7 separate regions of the Mus musculus genome follow, and regions 1, 2, 4, 5, 6 and 7 are each linked to region 3. The links are chromatin contacts, called in public promoter capture Hi-C maps. All regions are on one chromosome and are shown on one strand. The core of a region is the stretch at or near the end of the contact, and the rest is flanking DNA. Distances in the headings are between cores, read along the strand shown. Region 1 holds the start of Apeh (acylpeptide hydrolase). Region 2 holds the start of Ip6k1 (inositol hexaphosphate kinase 1). Region 3 holds the start of Ptpn23 (protein tyrosine phosphatase, non-receptor type 23). Region 4 holds the start of Camkv (CaM kinase-like vesicle-associated). Region 5 holds the start of Hyal2 (hyaluronoglucosaminidase 2). Region 6 holds the start of Slc38a3 (solute carrier family 38, member 3). Region 7 holds the start of Mon1a (MON1 homolog A, secretory traffciking associated).

The links. Promoter capture Hi-C pulls out the DNA fragments that hold promoters and counts their contacts.
Region 1: a contact with region 3 is called in a promoter capture Hi-C map of pre-B cells, with 2.7 times the contacts expected there. The contact joins the promoter of Apeh here to the promoter of Ptpn23 in region 3.
Region 2: a contact with region 3 is called in a promoter capture Hi-C map of pre-B cells, with 3 times the contacts expected there. The contact joins the promoter of Ip6k1 here to the promoter of Ptpn23 in region 3. A contact is called at or near these places in 3 of 39 promoter capture datasets (liver, neutrophils and pre-B cells).
Region 4: a promoter capture Hi-C map of liver shows a contact between it and region 3, with 6 times the contacts expected there. The contact joins the promoter of Camkv here to the promoter of Ptpn23 in region 3. A contact is called at or near these places in 6 of 39 promoter capture datasets (hippocampal neurons, liver, neutrophils and 2 more).
Region 5: a contact with region 3 is called in a promoter capture Hi-C map of pre-B cells, with 8 times the contacts expected there. The contact joins the promoter of Hyal2 here to the promoter of Ptpn23 in region 3. A contact is called at or near these places in 4 of 39 promoter capture datasets (the C10 cell line, hippocampal neurons, neutrophils and 1 more) and 2 of 9 other capture datasets (adipose tissue and liver).
Region 6: a promoter capture Hi-C map of liver shows a contact between it and region 3, with 4 times the contacts expected there. The contact joins the promoter of Slc38a3 here to the promoter of Ptpn23 in region 3. A contact is called at or near these places in 3 of 39 promoter capture datasets (liver and pre-B cells).
Region 7: a contact with region 3 is called in a promoter capture Hi-C map of liver, with 3 times the contacts expected there. The contact joins the promoter of Mon1a here to the promoter of Ptpn23 in region 3. A contact is called at or near these places in 4 of 39 promoter capture datasets (the C10 cell line, liver and pre-B cells).

Annotation. Positions count from the first base shown.
Region 1 is chr9:108,093,118-108,095,817 of GRCm38.p6, forward strand. Apeh (acylpeptide hydrolase) reads right to left here and starts at 1,363. Exons shown (of 22, transcript NM_146226.2): 1 at 1,318-1,363; 2 at 1,110-1,242; 3 at 505-631. The coding sequence starts at 1,329.
Region 2 is chr9:108,001,321-108,004,020 of GRCm38.p6, forward strand. It overlaps Ip6k1 (inositol hexaphosphate kinase 1), which reads left to right and starts at 1,328. Exons shown (of 6, transcript NM_013785.2): 1 at 1,328-1,502. 4930535L15Rik (RIKEN cDNA 4930535L15 gene) reads right to left here and starts at 1,099. Exons shown (of 4, transcript NR_166685.1): 1 at 956-1,099.
Region 3 is chr9:110,406,828-110,409,527 of GRCm38.p6, forward strand. Ptpn23 (protein tyrosine phosphatase, non-receptor type 23) reads right to left here and starts at 1,383. Exons shown (of 25, transcript NM_001081043.1): 1 at 1,207-1,383. The coding sequence starts at 1,290.
Region 4 is chr9:107,934,492-107,937,191 of GRCm38.p6, forward strand. It overlaps Camkv (CaM kinase-like vesicle-associated), which reads left to right and starts at 1,429. Exons shown (of 11, transcript NM_145621.2): 1 at 1,429-1,560.
Region 5 is chr9:107,567,803-107,570,502 of GRCm38.p6, forward strand. It overlaps Hyal2 (hyaluronoglucosaminidase 2), which reads left to right and starts at 1,361. Exons shown (of 4, transcript NM_010489.2): 1 at 1,361-1,431; 2 at 2,302-2,700. The coding sequence starts at 2,348.
Region 6 is chr9:107,666,102-107,668,801 of GRCm38.p6, forward strand. It overlaps Slc38a3 (solute carrier family 38, member 3), which reads right to left and starts at 1,298. Exons shown (of 16, transcript NM_001199217.1): 1 at 1,203-1,298.
Region 7 is chr9:107,886,754-107,889,453 of GRCm38.p6, forward strand. It overlaps Mon1a (MON1 homolog A, secretory traffciking associated), which reads left to right and starts at 1,376. Exons shown (of 6, transcript NM_028369.3): 1 at 1,376-1,649.

The sequences.
Region 1 (2,700 bases), core at 113-2,612, 2.3 Mb before region 3:
CCCCAACAGCCTTGTGCTGGCCCCCTTACTGGTCACAACCTCTTAGCTGAGTCTCTGTCTCTGTCTGTCTGTCTGTCTCTCTCTCCTTTCTTTATAAGCCCTTTTAGGTCTGGCGTTATAAAATCAGAATTGGCCGCACAGGAGGCTATCTCCCAGCTAACTGGGACTCTGAAATCATACCAGCCCATGAAGCACTCCCAGCCTCAAGCTGGCTGGCCTTTTTTCTCTTCCTTAGGTTACTGACTCGACTGTCTCCAGAGTCCTAGGGACCTAGGCCCTAGTTTAGAAGAAGCTCCTAGTATTTATCAGGCCATGTCTCCAGAGACCAGACAAGCTCTCAGGGGTCAGGCACCTTGCTCTTTGCTCCCCTGAAGCCACCCAAAGTTGTCCCTGAAGGGGATAGGCACAGAGCACAACACCCTAAGGACACATGGCGACATTTATGAAAGGCTAGCAAGGCAGGTGGCTGCGGTCTTGTCTACAGACTGCTCCTGTCACACTTACTCCCCCCGGGTTTCCACACTGTTGCCCGCAGGCCCGGCAAACACCACCGAGTCTCCATCATGGAACACTAGGTACTGGCGGCAGAATCGGATGTTCTCCATTCGATCCAAGTCCCTCTGAGTCCACTCTGCAAGGGAGGCAGGGGGCTGCTCAACTTGTCTGGGCCAGTTTGGACCACTGCCCACCAATCAAGGCCTATCTTTCCCAGTCTGTCTCCGGACAGCCTGAGTATAGCCTGGACAACACTTCACTTAATATAACCTAAGCCTAGGCTCCCAGAGCCTGAGCTGACGGTCAGAGAGAACCCACTACCAACCACAGAATTTTAAGGGCAACATAGCTGTTGTTGGGTTGTAGAATGTAAGGGCCGGAGAGTCCTGCGAGGCCCACACCTTGCACTCAGGTCTGAATTTTACTCCCACACCTTCAACTCATTTACGGAATTATTTATCAGTAAGGCTAGTGCAGCCCCCAAAACACCTGTGCGCAGGAACTACAGTTGGGTTTCCTCCCCAAACCCGTGTCAAGCAGCGTGCCCTCCACAGTCCCCATCTCTCCACCTGGATGCACGGCCCGTCGCCACCCAGTTCCCTCGGTCTACACACCAGTGTGCACAGTCCGATAGAGGCCCCCATACTGCGTGGTGACCTCCGGGCCCAGGCAGGCGGCGCTCAGCGAAGGCTGGCGGCTAAGGCCCCGGTACAGCGCTGCCGCCTCCTGGGGCTCACTCAGCAGCACCTGCGCAGGGGACACACCAGGGTCAGGCTCAGCCCGGGCTACGGAGGCCACGGGGGCCACGGGCCGAGCCCTCACCTGACGCTCCATAGTCGGTCTTTCGGTAGCAGCTAAGTCCCGGAAGTGAAGCTCCGGGGGCGGGGCCTAAGGCGGTCCCCAGTTTCCGCTACACTCAGTGGCGACCTGGGACCCGCAGGGCCCTGTATAAGCTCCGGCCAGTCGGCAGGGGGCGGGGCCTGGATAGTAAGAAGGCGGGGCCTACGAAGGAGCCGCCCGGAGGGGAGGAGCGGGAAACAAAAATTCAGTCGAAGACTAGGCAAGTGGGAGGCAGAATCAGGGAGTCGAGTCCTGGGATTTTTAGAGAGGGGAGGCTCCGAGGAGTGAGGGCGGACGTATAGCAGCAGAATACAGAGCCGGTGTTCAGAGACAGGGCAGGTCTGGGAGGAGTGAAGGAAGTAGGATTGGACTCCAGCCGACTGTGAGCTGAAAGCTGCGGGATCAGAGAGAAAGCCCTGAGCGTTCGAAGGGTGGGGCTTCGGAGGAACACTAATGATCCTTAAGGATGAGGGGGCGGGGGCGGGGGCGGGGACGGGTGGGAACCGAATACAGAGACTAGCGGGTCTGTGAAAGCGGAATGTTGCGGGGCGCCTCAGTCGCAGGGATCTCTTTCAGCGCTCTCCCCATCTACTGCAAGCCAGGCGATTAGGAGTGGGAAACTTAGGTTCCCGGGTGGAGCCCTGGGGCGCCGGGCAAAGGGCGGTGCTGAACTCTCTGGGTGCTACCCTGGCTTATCAATCACCAGACTTGCCCCTAAAGCTATCTGTTGCCACAGCCTTAACCCGCCCTTCTCAGAAGCTCCTTGCTGCGGATCGTGAGCCGACTGGGTCTCAACCTACTCCAAGGGCCGATGTGGAGGGTCAGACTTCACCTAAGAGCAGCGAGCGTGCTGTGGAAAGAAGAGCCTAGGCAGACAGTCTCCTGCACACGACACAGGACTAGGTTGACTTAGGTGACAGCAGAGAGCAAGAGTGGTTGGGCAACAGTAGGTATCTCCCCCTCCTCCATATAGCTTGAGAGTGGCTGGTCTTTTAGACCAGCTATGGGCCCCCTTGAATGAGTGCTTTCTTTCTTACTTGAGGCAAAATTGATACTCTTTAATCTCTGTTTCTTATTTTCTAGTGCTGCTTAACTTATATTTGTTTAGTTTCTCTACGTAGTTCTGGCCTCAAACTCACAGAGACCCACCTATCTCTGTCTCCCAAGAGCTGGGATTAAATGTGTGGGCTATGATATCCAGCTTGAACTATTCTTGACTATACTAAGGATTAAAGTCTCAGCCATGGGGGACTGGGGGGGGGGGGGGAGTTTCGAACAAGGTAGGCAGATGTAAAGCTTGTTTGATAGCACCAGGGGGCAGCACTTGCCCATCTAGCTCCTGGGAACCAGGATCCTGAAAACTGT
Region 2 (2,700 bases), core at 78-2,577, 2.4 Mb before region 3:
GGCTATCCTCAAAGTCAAGAGATTGGCTTGCTTCTGCCCCTCAAGAGATTGAAGGTGTATACTGCCATGCTCTGCCTAAGAAAAACTCTAAAAATTAGTTTTATATGTATGTGTGTCTGTATGAATATATGCCACATGTGTGCTGGTGCCCATGAAGAGGGTGTTAGACCCCCCATAAAGCTTTGAGCTGGGTGATGTGGGTGCTAGGAACAGAACCCAGGTTCTCTGTGAGAACAGCAAGTACTCTTAACCACTGAACCATCTCTCTTAATGGGGTGTCTATCAAAAGAAGAGTGTTAGAGACTTCAGTTTCAGCAGCCTGAGCGGCTATAAGTGTTTTTTCCTGAGTACTTGGCTTACTCTAAGAGCTTATTAAGTCTGTTTCTTGTTCATCTTCATTTTATAGACAGAGCAACTAAAGAGAAGCTAAAGCTCAAAGTTCTCAGAGTTAGGGCGTTTTGGTGTGGGACCAGGTGCTGTGATGTATCCTAACCTTGAAGCCAAAAGCCCCGGGTTAGGTGTCTACTTATGGAGAACAAGGGATGGTCATTTTCGGACTCATAGTTTGCCTTGGAGATAGATCATGATAGCCAAGGGCAAAAAGACACTGTGTCACAGGAACTTAACGGTGCTCTGAGGCAAATAAGAGCGATCACTATGTGCTGAGACTTGAGCTGGTTGCAGATTGAATTCTTATGCAAAATAAGCCGGGGAAAGGGGAAGCCGAAATCGAAGAGGTAGCACAGACGGCTGTGCCTCGGGACTGGTGAGAGACAACGCTGGGAGACGCTTAGAAAACACTAACTCCGGAGCTAGAAGAGTAGAAGGACCCATCGCCACCACTTCCTAAGACTGTGTGACCTTGGCTCAGGCTCTTTTCTGCGCCTCAGTTTCCTCACCAGTTAACTAGGGACGATCCCAAGCACAGAGGCAGGGGACAAAGCAAATACCGTACCTATGACATTCCCTAAGTGTGTGCGAGAGGATGATAAACGCTGCCAGCTCAAAACCGAAACGATTGCGCAGGTGAGAAAACGAAGGGCTCTCCAGCATCACCCCCATCGCTGCTAAAAGCTCCACTGCTAGCAAACCTGAGAATGGCGCGCATGCGTCAATTCCTGCCGTCACAGTCACGTGCCCCAGGCATTCTGCACGAGAGGCACGCCCTGACTGACGGAACAGTTGACGAATCAACGCGAAGAACTCCTTCAGGCGTCCCAAGAAGAGGCTATTGATTGGAGATAACCTCAGTTAGGGGCGGGTTCTTTGCTGTCCTTGGTTACTATGACGCCCGGCCCCCGCCCCCTCGGCTGGCCGCCATCTTGTTGTTGATCCGTACCCAGTGGGCAGCGCCAGGAGCTGGACCGAGCGGCCGGTGAGGGGCCGCTGCTGCGGGGCTCAGCCACCAGCGCCGCCTGCCAGGGGGGCGGGCCGAGACCTGGAGGCCCGGGGGGCCCAGCTCCCGTGGGGAGCCTTGGGCGCCCGCTGCCCGAGTCGGGCCGGTGAGTGACAGGAGTCGGGCCAAAAGACCCGCCCGACACCCACGGCGAGGGTGGCGGCGGGCGCGGGGTTGTTGCTGGCGCGCGTAGGTAGGGTCGGGACTTGGGGCGAGCATCACTGGAACATCATTCCAGCATCCTGGTTGGCCTTCCGCCGAGCCTCCCAGATGTTGACACGGAGGCTGGGTGGGCAGCCCGGGTGGAGGTCGGAGAGCCCTGAGCCCTGGGACCGGCCGGCGGGGTACCGGGAAACCTGCCTTTCAGACCGAATCCCTGGGTGCCTGAGAGCCGGCGTGCTGAGACGTGGTTGCTGCCAGCTCGTTCTCCCGGCCGTAACGTTCCTCCAAATCAGCGATAAACGTTACGTCGCTCTTAAGATTTCATACTCCTGCGAGTAAATTTTCAGGCCGCTTGAGACTAAGATGAGACGAAACAGGCCTAAAATGCCTTCTGAGCCAAGGAGGGTGGTATCGGGGCCCTGTGCTTTTGGTAGGGCTATGATCCTCTGCCTGGCATCACCGAGATCCCTCGGCGTCTTCCGTGCTCTTCAGGGCTCACTGTTTACTGCTTCTTGAAGAACCTAGCTAAATGTCCACAGTGGCAGAGTTTTATTTGGGGTATAAGTTGTTTGGTGCTCGACTTGGAGTATGTGGTTTAGGAGGATAAGGATGATGATGATTTGATTAATTTTGTCTCTTAAAGAGACAGTCCGTTAGGAGACGTAGGAGTGTTGGGACTATTAAAAACAAAAACTGAACTAGGGTATGGGAGCTCATGCACTAGGCTGAAGGAGGAGGATTGCCATGGGTTGCGGGCGGGCCAGGCAGAGCTACCTAGCAAGACCCTGTCTGCAGACAAAAGCAGAGCTGAAAGCTGTTGATGCTTGATGAAAACAGCGAGTCAAGCTTAGAGTCAAGATGGAGGCGGGGCTGGCAATCCCCAAAAGAGTATGCAGCTCTAGAAAGGGTCCTGGCTGCTGTAAATCACATTTTTACCCAGGGTCCCTTAGGTTCGCCACACAGGTGTCTTGTATGTTGTCGTCATATGAAACCCACAAAAGACGATTAAGGAGGCCAAGCAGGAGGTGTGCTCGTAATGTCTGTTAGGATCATGCCTCCTCTGAACGTTTAATTTTGGGAGAAACCAGCACCCTGGGCTGGAGATGATACCTTTGGGAGACTGGGCTGAATGCAGCCGGCCG
Region 3 (2,700 bases), core at 133-2,632:
CGGATCTCTGAGAGGCCTCAAACAAAGTGAGTTCCAGGACAGCCAAACAAACAAACAAACAAAAAAAGAGAAGATGGTAAAGAATTAACAAAAGTCTGTAAATTTAGATCAATTGGCTTACTACGCTGGTCTTACAGGTGGGGAAAGGAGTCTGGGCTGGGGGCATATATCTCTGTGGAAGAGCACCTGCCTAGCTTCTTGTGCCAGGCTCTGTCTGGGTCTGATACTCACAGCTTGGACCACCACCACATCCACACACCCGGCACCTGAATGCACCTCACCCTATCCTCAAGCAAGTAGGGCCTGATCAGAGGAAGTGGTGATATGAAGAGAATCCAGGAGGCAAGTCCATCGGAAACTACTTCCAAACCCATTTTCTTTCTCCTCCTTTCCCTAAATACCACGGAGTGGTAAAGGATTCTAGACTGTCTACTCCAACCGCTGCTGTGCTAAATCCCCAAGACTCCTCCCAGCTCCCCACCTGCCCACTGCTGCTACGGCCCTCTCGGAGGTTACCCAGTTCCACATCACCACACCTGATCTCACCACGGAAACCCCTTGCCTCAGTGAGCTCCAAACGACTGCTCTAGCCAGCACAATGACTCATAGGATGCCAAGAGCCCTAGCGTGATTCAAGCCCTCTAATCATCAACAAGAAACTGTCTTTTTGGTTCAAAGGAACTTTGGAACAGAAATTTTGTCAGGAGACCATAGAGAATTGGAGGGTCAGACATCCAACTGCACACAGACACACACTCAGTCACACACTCTAAGAGCCAGACATTCCTATGGACCACTCGGGCTCCGGTCTTAAACACACATTCTTTCCTAGTCCAGTCTTGAACTGGGAGGCCACCAAGGCCCGGGCCTAGCATGGACTCCGTAGACCCTGGACCGCCATCGCTCCCCGCGGGGGCTCCCTGGACATGGAGGAACAGGGCAGAGCTGGGTCCAGGAGCGTCATCGCAAGGAAGCGCTGAACCTCGGTAGAAACGCGGGTGGTCTGGGACAGAAGTCCGGAAGAGGGTCCCCATAATGATGCACTGCCAGTCGGAGAAAACGATGATGTGCCGGCCGGGGAGGGGTGGGCCATCCTAAGGGAAAACGCCTGGCCCGACCTGTGACGGAACCCGGGGAGGGACAGGCGCGCAGGGGGGGCGTCACGCGCGGGCAGACGACGGAGATGCGCGGCGAAGGTGTGCTCACCTTCTTCACCGCAGACTGGAAGTGAAAGTCACCGGCCTCCTTCAGGTCCAGCCAGATCATGGGCATCCGGGGCACGGCCTCCATCGCGGGTAGCGCCTAGCGGCCCTAGGGCCGCTCCCCTCCCAGGTCCAGCAGCTGCTTCAGCCGCGCGCGCAACCCCGCCCCTCCACGCCGGAAGCTGCTCGTCACGCGGAGTGACGCACTCCCCCCGCAGCCTGTTGGGAGGTGCAGTCCGGCCCCCCCACCCCGGTAGTCTTTTTGCACATGCGCACACCTCTTCGCGCATGCTCGGTCTTCTCGCGCGAAGGGTCTTGGGTGGAGAGACGACCCAATCCACGGTGAAGGGGCTTCTGGGAATAGTGATCTCCTCCACTAAGCTTGAGGCTTTGCTGGGATTTTCTGGTTTGCGTAACGTTCTTCTTCCTCCCGGGGGGGCCCTTCAAAAACTCACCCATGAATTTGTAATTCCCAAATCTTGAGAGCGGTGAAGGATGGGGACTAGTGCTGCATAGAGAACGACTAGTGTGATGTTAGGGAGAGGGGTTGTGAAGACAGCCATGAGCTATGCAAACTGTATGGCGGGATGGAACTCAGGCTAAAAGTGCCAAGGGATTCCTTCTGTCCGCGGTTGAGGGGGCAGGAACACTGCTCCACACCACCACCCTCTGCAGCCTGAGGAGTTCTTGATTTTTAGTAGGATACATTGAACAGCCAAGTTAACACCTAAGAAGACTGCGACTCTGGAAGGAACTATACAGCGACGAGCATTTGTCTCTGGAGACACCTGTGAAACAGGAATTTTAAAGCTGTGTTGTGTGTATTGTTAAATTTTAGACATAAATAATGGAGACACCCCGGAGATTGAGGGAAGAGACTAGGTCATTTCAAGGCTGGACTGGGCAACATAACAATACGTTGTCTCAAACAAATTTTAAAAATAAGGAAACGGAGAAAGTAGTGAGTGACCTTTTGTAGTCTTCTAGGAGACCGGTGATTGTGGCTTTGGGTGAAAAAGGCTTTAAAAAAAAAAGTGGGTAGATAATGCACTTTGAGGAACATCTGAGAACTATTTTGAAAAAAAAGTATCCTAAGTTGGGGTGGGTACATGTTAGGGAATGAGATCAAAGTTGATTTCCAAGTTTCTGCCTGGTTTAGGTGGATAGCTGACAGGCTGTTACCTGACATGAGGAAATTGGGAGGAACATGTAGAAGGGAGCGCAAGACTTCAGGTCTAGTTTGTGTGAAGATGAGGACAGATGCATTTAGAGGCAATGTAGAGCCCGAGAATAAAGACTCTGGATTCACAAGACGGGTTTCCCCGACCCAGGTAGGGCCCACGTCCTCTTTGTAGAAGTAACAGACATTTCCATACTAAAAGTATGTTAGGGTCTAGAGAGGTGGGTTGGTTGTTAAGAACACTGGCTGCTCTTCCAGAGGACCTGGCTTTGATTTTCAGCATCTACATGGCAGTTCCCAGCAGTCTATAACTCCAGT
Region 4 (2,700 bases), core at 179-2,678, 2.5 Mb before region 3:
TGACTCTAAAGCCATAATCCAGGTTCTTGGCCCCATTCTTGGATAGATTGTGATCCTCAAGAAAGATAGAAGATGTGTTTGAGGTATGTCGGTTCTGCCAGCCATGTCTTGGCTACAACATAAACTTGGAGGCTCATTGTATTAGGGATAATAGAAAAGACTGCATGCCAGGCTTTTCCTTCCTTCTGCAAACATTAGTTGAGCATTGTGAGATTAGACATAGGCTCTGTCAAGTTTGCCAAAAGGTTCCTATCCAGTACTGGGATGGATGTTAATGGCCAAGACTCTTCGTACTCAGGGGCCCAGATACAATGATAACATGGCCTAGAGGAAGTGACCAGAGTCGGGGAAAGACATGAAGAACTCAACAACCCTTCTGGAAGAGGTTATCCAGAAACCCTGAAGCAATTTCTCTGGCAATCTTCTGGCTTCAGCCCCAAGTTCTTCACTTGTTGGGTCCCATCTGTCCTCAGCTATGGGTGGTAATGCAAATAGGCTTGCTCAACATGTGACCCTGTTCCCAGGATGGCTGGGCCGGGCAGATCACTAGCAGGGTAAGATGGAATGGAGCCTGGGTCCAGACAATGGAAAACCTAAATGTGGCCTTTATTTATTGTCTCAGGATGGTCCTCAGGACTTGATGGGCAGTGGGATGGACCTTCAGTCCTCTTGCCTCCTTGAGAAGGGACAGAAATATGGTTAAGAACTTCATTGGAAATTCCTTCCTAGTACTTCCACAATACCATAACCTAGCCCAGGTCACCTGGGTCATGTTGCTTAGGAAATGTTTAAGGATTATTACAAAGAGAAGAAAGCAGACCCCATGCTACATCATAGGTGACTTTTAGTTTGGGAAATTCAGAACTATACAGAGGGGACTGACTGAGCCAGCCATGAGGCTGGTAATTTAGTTGGGAAAGATTTTGGCTTCACAGGAGTTGGATGTAGGATGGTCTGAGGGCCTCACTGTCTTGTCATTTCCAAATTGATCACAATTGCACACATAGTCCTGTGTGTTTATTCCTGTCTAGGAGGTGCTCCAGGGACTGCCCATGTGGTTCTAAGTAGATCCAACCCTTTGGATCAGGGTTGGGGAACTGGGCAGGGCCCTGGTCTCCTGCAAACTACTTCTAGCCAGGAGACTCCTGTGCAGTTCCAGGACTCAGGTTCTTCTCCAAGTCCTCACTCCTAACTCCTTACTTCGGGATTAGGAAGGGCCCCTTCGCCTCCTGTTGCTGGGTTTTGAGTCTGATGGCCTAAGTGAGCCTAGCAGGTGTTCGCCGCCAACCTGCATGCGCCCTCCCTCGAGTGGGATTCCAGTCTCCGGGTCTGCCAGGGTGGGGGCGGGCCGGGCGAGGAGGCCCCGCCCCCAGCCCGCCCCCGGCCCGGGGTGCGAATCCGCTGCCAGAGAGCGACTGGCGATGCTGGAGGTTCTGGAGTCGAAGCGGCTGCAGCTGGCGCCGCGTCTGCCCCGCGTGCCCGGAGCGGATTCTGCCCGCCGCCCCCGGAGCCCTGCTGAGCGGGTTATCGCTTCCTGCCTGTGACCGACCAGCTTTGCAGGTGCGGAGCAGGGAGGGCTGGGCCGGTGGGGAGGGCGCCTCCTGGATGCACGTTGGGGGGCCTTGGGAGATTGTTTCCCTGGTTAGAGAATCCCCGCGCAGGATGCGCGCGATCACCGCGAGGACTCTGGGGGTCCCAAGCAGGGGCACAGCGCACCGTTTCTGCAGATGCGAGGTGGGGTGGCGTGCGGGGTTGGGCTAAAGTTCCCCATTACCTCTGACGGCTTGGGAGGGTCCCAGAGAAAGCCTCTGCAGCTCCGAATTGTAAAAAACATAAACCCTCGAAGATTCGTGGTGCCCCTTATAGGGGTAAAGGGCCAAGGGCCGAGCGGTCCATCCTCGCTCCTAGAGCGGTCTTCAGCCCCTCCCCAACTGCCCCTGGGGGCCCCCTCCCTCTGGTTTGGCAGTCACTAATTTCCATGACAACGGAGAGTTCTTTATGGGCGACAATCCGGAGGGGGCTGGGCGGGGCTGCTGCGGGGCTGGGGGAGGAGGTTCTAAGCCCGAGTGGACTATTGGCCCCCAAGCTAAGTTCAGGCTTCCAAGCCTTCTGAGGGTCTTTTGTCAAGGGAGGTGGGGGCGCAGCGCACTGACACACGTGCGAGGTGGGGGTGCGGGGCGCACATGTTTCTGCTGGGAGGTGCGGGGCTTGCTGCTCACACGTGTGCCTCCCGCATGTGTGTTGCTGTGCCAGCGGGGGCGAGCCAGCAGCACTGGGGAAGGGGGTCAGAGTGGTACCATGGTGAAGAGCAGGGACTCTGCCTGGAGTCGCAGGGGACAATTAAAGCGTTAGCCTCTCTGTCTTTTTCAGCTTGCTATTGCTTGACAGGAGACCCTGGGCTTTTGAGCCCCAGCCCCATGAAGGGCTGCCAACTGCTCCCCGACCCCAAACCTGTTCTAGCAGGTTCCTTCCTAGAGAACAGGGCCCCCTTTTCCTCACCAAAAGCTCCTAGCTGGTCTATACGACTCTAGTGGGTCTTTTGCACACCAGCCTCCAAACACAGGCTCAGGCTTTGGGGCCCCCAGGACCACCTTTGCAGAAGTAGGCTGGCTTCCCCTCCCCCTCTGAGTTGATTACTGGCAGATTCAGTGACTTCTGAGCCTCCCTTTCCTAACTTGGAAATTAGTATCTCCATTCCCT
Region 5 (2,700 bases), core at 111-2,610, 2.8 Mb before region 3:
CTCCCCGCCCCCCTGGCCCTTTCCGCCTGGAGGGCAGCAGGAAGTGAGGAGAAAGAGCAGGGATGGGAGGCGGGAGGGAGTGGGTGGGAAGGAATGGGGTTTATCAAATCCCCAGCAGACTGCCCAGAGGGCAGCAGCTGGCGCAAGGAACCTGGCTGGAGAGACTCTACTCAGGTGAGCGCAGAGTAGTACATAAAGCTAGTCCGCACTGCCATAAATGCGTGTACTCCTGCGGCGCTCCCTAGCTTCCAAGCTTGCGGTAGGGAAAGGGGCTGGCGGCCAGAAGCGGACTTTCGGAGATTTGAGTCGTGCATTGGAGAGCAGATCTAAGAGGCGAGGGTACAGGTCTAAACCTAGTCCTCACTGGAAGGGGATTGCAAGGCAGAAAGGTTCAGAATATGGAGTCGGGGTACTAGGGAGACACTGAAGCCTCCTTTCTACGAAGTCAGGCCCGAAACTTTGGCAAATTGCTCTTTATTTGGAGTTGAGTGGGTACCCCTATGGACAACCATCCCACCTTCACCTCGTCGCAGAGACTGGTCCGGGGAGAATCCAGTAAATTGGCAAGCCCTGGCGTGGATCCGGTGAAAGTGGCTAGATCACTTTCCCCTTTGGCCCGACTGAACTTCAATCCCTTTGGCAAGGCAGCGACCCACCCCCCTGGTTACCAGGACAACCACTATGTCTGCTTTGCCAAAGGAGGGCTCAGAAGCTGTACTAGGCCCCCTCCTCTAGACGGGCAAAACAAAAGGCGGGGCTTCCTTCTGACCGCAGACAGACTAGTGGAGGGAACCTGGGCTCAGCGAAGGCGGGTCATTAATGTTCCAAGAGGTTCTGGATCCACTCGTGTCAAAATCTCTTACACTAGACAAAGGGCCCACTTTGCTAGAGTCCATATTCAGACAGGTGGGATTGAATCCGCAGCTACCCCCAGTCAAGGCTTCAGCTATAAGCTTTTATTTCAAATGCCATTACCACCACTACCCCCTCATTCCGCTCGCGCCCGCCCCATCCAATGTTCTATCCCTTTAAGAGGCCAGCTGCAAAGAGTGGATTGTTCCACTGACGACAGATTGTGGGGGTAATATCTCAGGCTGGTTAGCTCTGGTGGCTAAAACCAGCGGGAATCCCCATTCCAGGAGGTATTCAATCTCAGATACATAACTATGTTCCTCTACAGAAGATCTAAGGGTCCTCGAACTCGAAACGCAGCACTGGCAAAAAGGAAGAGAAACACACCCTCCCTACGAGGCCGTAAATTCTGCCATCCACCCACCTCCGAGGCAGGATTCTTAAAGGGCCCGCGGGCCTCGGGGCGGAGCCAACAGAGGCTCGAGCTGGGGCAGTGCTTGGGCGAAGGGCCGGATCGGGCTTGGTTGGTACCAGGATGGCGGCGGCCCTGGCGTGGGTCCTGGTGGCGCCTGGTTCGAGGTGAGGGCGGGCGTCGCAAGCCTGGTGACTCTCTTCCTGTGAGATGGGCTCTGAATCTCTAGGGGCGCCCTCATAAGTGACCCAGGAACCCCACCCCCACCCGGCTGAACTCTGGCCCCACGTGCGGGGCGGGGGCGGGGTCCCGCACAAAGACCGGAGTGGAATACTCTTTACCCGGGACCCCTTGTGCTGGGAGGTGAGGGTGTGGGCCGGTCGCGAAGTGCTCACACAGATTCTTGGTGGCTGTGGTGGGAAGGGCAGGTCGGCGAGCACCGCGGTGGGAAGTCCGCTGCCCCTTTGTCCCCGGGGCGCCTCCTCCTATCCTAAGAGTGTCGGTGCCCGAGACTAAGTCCTGACGTTCTTGCTCTTCTGCTTGGCGCACATTGCACAGATACCAGTTCCTCTGCAGTGTACCTAACAGCTTCCCAGCTTCTGTATGCGTTGTGCCCCAAATGCTGTCTCTTCTCAGAATCAATTCTGAGTTCGTAATGAGGGTGGGGGACATGGGGTGTTCAGAGTGTTTTAAAACTATTTACTGTATGGTATACAGGCATGTAAGTGACTCTAGCAGTGAGTCGGTAGCCTAATCAGTCCCTTTTTCAGAAAGGACATGGACCTAAAGGAGATTCTTGCCCAACCACGGGCAGCTCCCTGCTCTAGAAAGAGCTCTGTGGTTTCGGTAAATTCCCTAAGGTCTTTTGCCTACCCATCAGCATCCTGCTATCTCCCAAACCTGTTACAGCCTCGGCCATCTGAGCAGGAGCATGGTGTGCCGCACAGTATGGGTTTGGGGAGTTTATGTGGGATGAAGGTGCGTACACATCTCTGGAATTTGCTAGACTGACTTGTTCTCTCTCACACTTTCTTCAGTTCCTGAGCTGCTACCAGGCAGGTAACACTTCCTGTAGCCCCCAGCATGCGGGCAGGACTAGGTCCCATCATCACACTGGCCCTAGTGCTGGAGGTAGCATGGGCCGGGGAGCTTAAGCCCACAGCGCCGCCCATCTTCACTGGCCGACCCTTTGTGGTAGCATGGAACGTGCCCACACAAGAATGTGCCCCACGCCACAAAGTGCCACTGGACCTTAGGGCCTTCGATGTGAAGGCTACACCGAATGAGGGTTTTTTCAACCAGAATATCACCACCTTCTACTACGACCGTCTAGGCCTGTATCCACGTTTTGATGCAGCCGGGACATCTGTGCATGGCGGTGTGCCTCAGAACGGCAGCCTCTGTGCACACCTGCCCATGCTGAAGGAATCTGTGGA
Region 6 (2,700 bases), core at 48-2,547, 2.7 Mb before region 3:
CTTGCATTCCTGGTTCTGCCATCCCAGCCTCTCCAAAGTGCCGGGCATGGCCTCATGCACTCCTGATCTCTCCCATCATGGGGCTTCTTAGGGGAGGTTTCCACAGCTGTGCAGATGTTCCCTATTTCCAAATCGAACGATCCTTGGATTTATCTAGCTTTCTAACACCCTATCACACAACGAATCATCCAAGGGACTGACCTCTTTTCTGGAAAATAAGCCCCTACCCCAGATTGTGTGCCAGGGGTCTCTTTTAGGGGACAATGTAATGGCGGGACGTGGAGAAAGCAAAGGGGGAAGAACAGGACTGGTGGGCTAAAGTGCCATGGAGATGTCCTTCGTGGTTACTCCTCAGGGTGCAAGAGCCCCCTCCCTCCGCACACAGGAGAAAGAAGACCTGGATTCAGGTCTCAGGTCACGTGACGAGGGGGAGCTGCGCTTGGGGCGCAGTTCTCACGTGCTCCATCCTTGGCCCCCTTCTCTAGTGTAAACAAACGGCACGCATTCATGAAAACTGAGTCCTGCGCCCTGGCTAGTTCTCACACCTCGGCCAGCCAGGTCCACAGGTGGACAGGAGCGCCCATTGCACCCCGCCCTCAAGCCTAAGTGTCACAAAAACCCAGAGCAGGCAGTGCCCGCTGGCCTCACTGCAAATGGCACTGGTTCTGGGGCCAGCATGTACCCCGTGGCCCCTCAGGCGTCCCGGCCCGATCTGCCCTCAAACTGCCCAGAGAGCGGGATAAATATACCCGGATCGCCGGCGTGCCAACCGGCGGATCTGCCTCTCAGGCGCCCGTCGGGGCAGCGCTCCAGGGTCTACTCCCGGCCATTCTTTAGCTGGTGCCCGCGGGTCCTGACTCAGGAAGTCGGTCCACTGTTTCCTGAGCTTCAAACTAGGTGTTCTGTGGATCTAACCCCGGGCTGCTGTCCCCTTCTGTTCTGCTTGGCTCTACCAAGAAGCGGAATCAACGAGGTGCCCCTCCCCGCACCCTGGCGCAAGCTTGGAGCTGGTGCCTACCCGCAAGCTCACAAACCTGTGCTCTGGAGCTCGCAAGATTCTGACTCTCGGAAAGCTGAGACGCCTGCCCGGGTCTCGGGGTACAAGGAGAGCTTCCCAGAGCCGACTATGCACTGGGGGAGGTATTGTGGGCTCCTTCTGCCCAGCGCCCCTGTGCTGGTGGCTCTATATCCCCCGGCCGTACCTGGCCTCGTGGTGGGCACGTTCAGCACACTCCGTTCCAGAGGGTGAGATCCGCTCTGCTCCAGGCTGAGCGCAGGGCTGCAGCGGCAACTGCAGCAGCAGGGGATGAAGGGTGCCCGGCCCCGCCCCTGGCCCGCCCCCGGCCCGCCAATCCCAGGCTGCCCGAGGGAGGAGGGGCTGGTCCGGGGAGGAGCGGGGGCCTGGCCGACTTGTCTCAAAGGGGTAGTCGGTGCCCTTGGTGACCTCGAAGCCTATAGGTGGGAGAGCCTGATTGGGGAGGGGTCGCTAGAGCCTTGAAGGATCGGGGCGATGGTTCAGGTCAAAGCAGAGATCTTTGTGAGGACAGTGACTGCCCTGAACCCCTGAAACATTCTGCCTACATTTCTCTAAATCCCCGAAGAGATCTTCAACCAGAAGAAATAGGAATACCGAAGGCTTAACTTCAGTGAGGGGCTTGGAACGGACGGCTTTCAGACTTACGCCTTTTCTACCTTGCCTGGGTCGACCGCCTTTGCTTAGCAGGGGTGGATGGAGGGGCTATCTCAATCAGTTTTTTTCTTCCCCTGAGATAGTACCCTAGAGGCTGAAGCAAATACGGTCTAGGACAGCGAAAACAAGGGGAGATCGCACTGTGTCTTTTCAAGCCTTGCACCGCTATGCTCTCTACTCTACGAGTGAGTGACTGCTGTCAGCCTGCCCATCAGAAACGGGGGCAGGACTTGTGAGAAAGAGATTTTAGGGAGGGCTCTTTCTTGGCTGGTAGTCAGTGCCACCTCTACCTGATTCCCACCTACAGCTCCGGTGCTCAGAGGCAGGTGGCAGAGGGTAGGGAGCTAGGGGAGGCGTTGACCTTTCAGGCTAAAGGGGCCGGGACAACAGCTGTGCCTCTCTTTTCTCAGCCACTGGCTCTGATCCGATTAATTCCATGGCCTCTGCTGTTCCTCTCCAAGCTGGACTTCTCTTGTCATATCTACCTCCTGATGTCATATCTACTTCCTGGCGCTGTGAAGCATGCCTTCAGAGGCCGGGTCTCATGCTTCCCTGCCTGAGGCTGGGAGTCGGGACTCCTCAAATCCCGAAGCCCTGGATTCCCTTCCTGCTGACTCATAACACTAGCACAGCCAAGCCCAAGCGTGCCTCAGTTTCCCTCTGTATCAGAAAGAAATGGTCGTCTTGCCCTTTGGCCTGAGAGAAGGGGGTGGGGGTGGGGTAAAGTGAAAGCCATGAACTAAGACCAGATGCTGCCTAAGAGGGCCAGGGAGCTGAGGGCCTAAGGAAACAGGCCCTGGGGTGACAACAACTCCAGGAACACAGGCCATCCAAGCCTACCTTTCCGGTAGCTAGATGACAGGAAGGAAAGATTTGCATCCTTACCCAAGGCTGACATAATTGCCAGACCAGAGCTTACTTACCACATTGTGAAGGGCCATTAGACTCCCAACCTCTAAAACAGCATGAGAAACAGGTAGAGTGGCACATGCCTGCAATCCCAGCCCCGA
Region 7 (2,700 bases), core at 126-2,625, 2.5 Mb before region 3:
CCAAGTGCTGGGATTAAAGGGGTGAGCCATCACCGCCCTGCTCAAAAATTCTTACTTTAGACTCGTATAGTGAAATAATATGAAATGAAGTATATAGGGAAAACTTGTATAAATTATATTTGCTTCAAGGTAGGAACCTGGAAGCCAGAGCAAGCAAAGAGAGGAAATCCTGAAAGACCTATGGAGACTTGGAGAAGTTCCACTCCCCTTCTCAGTCTCCACTGCAAAGGAACGAACTCCCTCTCACATGGGACGCTTCCCTTACCCAGCATTTAAGGGTCTGGTAACCCTGTGGAAACTATCTCCAGGAAAAGGTCACAGGTTGTCATCATGTCAGTCACACATATGCCAGTATTATGGAGCCAGATTTCAAATTTGCATGGGAGAGAGGGAGGGAGGGAGAGAGAGAGAGAAAGAGAGAGAGAGAGCACACATATGCCAGTATTATGGAGCCAGATTTCAAATTCGCATGGGAGAGAGGGAGGGAGGGAGGGAGAGAGAGAGAGAGAGAGAGAGAGAGAGAGAGAGAGAGAGAGAAGAGAAGAGAGAGAAGAGAGAGATCCCCAACTTCTCCGACCTCCTTAGGGAGCCTGTCAAACTGCAAGGAAAAGTCAGAGGTTTTTGACTTTGTCCTTTATCTCAGAACTATTGGGATGACTAACCATGAAGCTTGAAAAGTAAGCAAATTGCTTCAGATAAAATATAAGTAATACTAGCCATTCCCTAATTTTGCTTCTTCAAACTATTCACCAGAAATAAGGGCTGCTGGGAAAACTTGTTTTCCTGTTTTTATTACTTTGTGTCTAGGAAATTATAAGCAGTGGTTCCTTGCCCTTAGAAATCACCCAGGAGCTTTTTCAAACAACTCCGATGCCTCGTACCTCACATTCATCCCATTAAGTAAAAATCTATAGGATAGTGTCCAGGCATTAATGTTTTTTTAAAAGCTCCCCGGGTCAGTTTATGTGAATTGTTGAGAATTGTGCTTTCTATTGCCTTAAAATAATATACTGTGACCAGACTTAAGGTCTTTTTAAGCAACAATTTTTGAGTCTTTTCAACACGTCCGCGTCTTGTACAGTCTATGTGGTTGTGCTCACTAGTGGCATTTATCCAGCTCCCTAAACTTATCATCTTTCCATGATCGGTGGGGAAATACTGACGTTCGTTCTGGTCCCTTAAAGTAAACATCTAGTGGGTGTTTGGGGGGAAGGGTAGAGGACCCGCCTCTAAGACACGGAAGAAGGCGGTGCCAGGTGAGGCAACCCGGGTCCTAGGTCAGACCCCGCCTCTGGCATCGCCAGGCTCGGGAGCCCGGAACCGCTCCCGCAGCTTTAAGGCTGCGGAGAGTTACGGACTACATTTCCCACAATGCACACAGGGGCGGGCTGGGGCTGGCCAAGAGGCTGGAACCGGGCCTCCGCCACCAGAGGCCGGTGAAAGCTGTCTTCCTGCGCCGGTGGCCGGTTAAGGGTCGGCAGGAGAGATCGGTTCCTCCGCTGTGGCCATGTCTGTATCCTCCAGGGGCGGTAGCCCCGCGAAGTTGCACTCTGAGGCCAGGCACTGCTGGACACTTATATCTCCCCAGGGGTCTGGCAGAGGGCAGTGACTGGTACCCTCGGTAGGTCCTGTGTTTCCCCAAGAAACAGGTGAGTTCGACTGCTAACCCACGTGGCCTGGGGGCGGCGAGAGGCGGGCAAGCTGTCATCTTTAGAGGGAGGGGCTTGAAAACTAGGGGGGGGGGGTGTCCCGGCCATCTACTGCCCCGATAGGGGTACTGCGGCTCTTTGGGGTCCTTTAGCCGGCTGGTCCCAGCTAGGCACTAAGAAAGATGAGGCGAGAACTCATCCTTTGGCCGGGAGAGCAATGTCCCATAGGCAGCAGACACCAACCCCCAATTCGGACATATTCGGCCCACAGAGTTCTCTTTAAAAGGAGGATGGTGGAGCGAGGCAGGCAGGTCTGAAAGGGTGAGCCAACCCTTTCTAGGTAGAGTTTGCTTGGGAACTGTGAGCAGCCTTTGTCAGGAAGGGGAGTGGCCTCTAGAGGTGACAAGGAACTAGGCTCATTGTAGATCCTGGAGGCATCCTGCTGAAGCAGCCACATCACAGTCCCAATTGAGCCCTGACTGTCAGACTTTCTGAGTCGTCCTCCCAAGTGGACCAAAGGGGTCAAGATCAAATTTGAAGCGCTGTTAGAACAGGAAAAAAGATCAAGGTTGTTTGAAGCTAGTAAGGAGGGGCTTTTGCAAGACCCTCCTCTCTCAGGAGCAATCTGAAGGAGGGAGGCGCATTGGAAGGAGGGACAGCATCAGCTTTTTGTTTGTTTGTTTGTTTTTGTTCTTGGTGATTTTGTTCATAGGCTCTGCTAGAGGCTTCTAGGAAAAGTTGCATGCCCTGGGAGCACTTAGAGGAACTGCCTAAAAAGTGTTCCTGTAGAGACCACTGGAGCTGTTCTCAGACACCTCCCTTGCATAACGGCTCAGGACCAGCTTTTCCAGGAGCACTTGCTGCAGAAATCAAAGTCTATTGGAGGTGGGAGGTGGGCTTTATCTGCTCCACTCAGCCTTCTTGCCTGAGTGTGTGGGTATCCAGAAAACGGTTCGCTTCACCAGGCCTTCTGGTTGGAACCCCAGACTGACCTTGGAGAGGATAAAAATGCTATATGATCTCACATAGAAGGAGAACTTTTGTGGAAAAA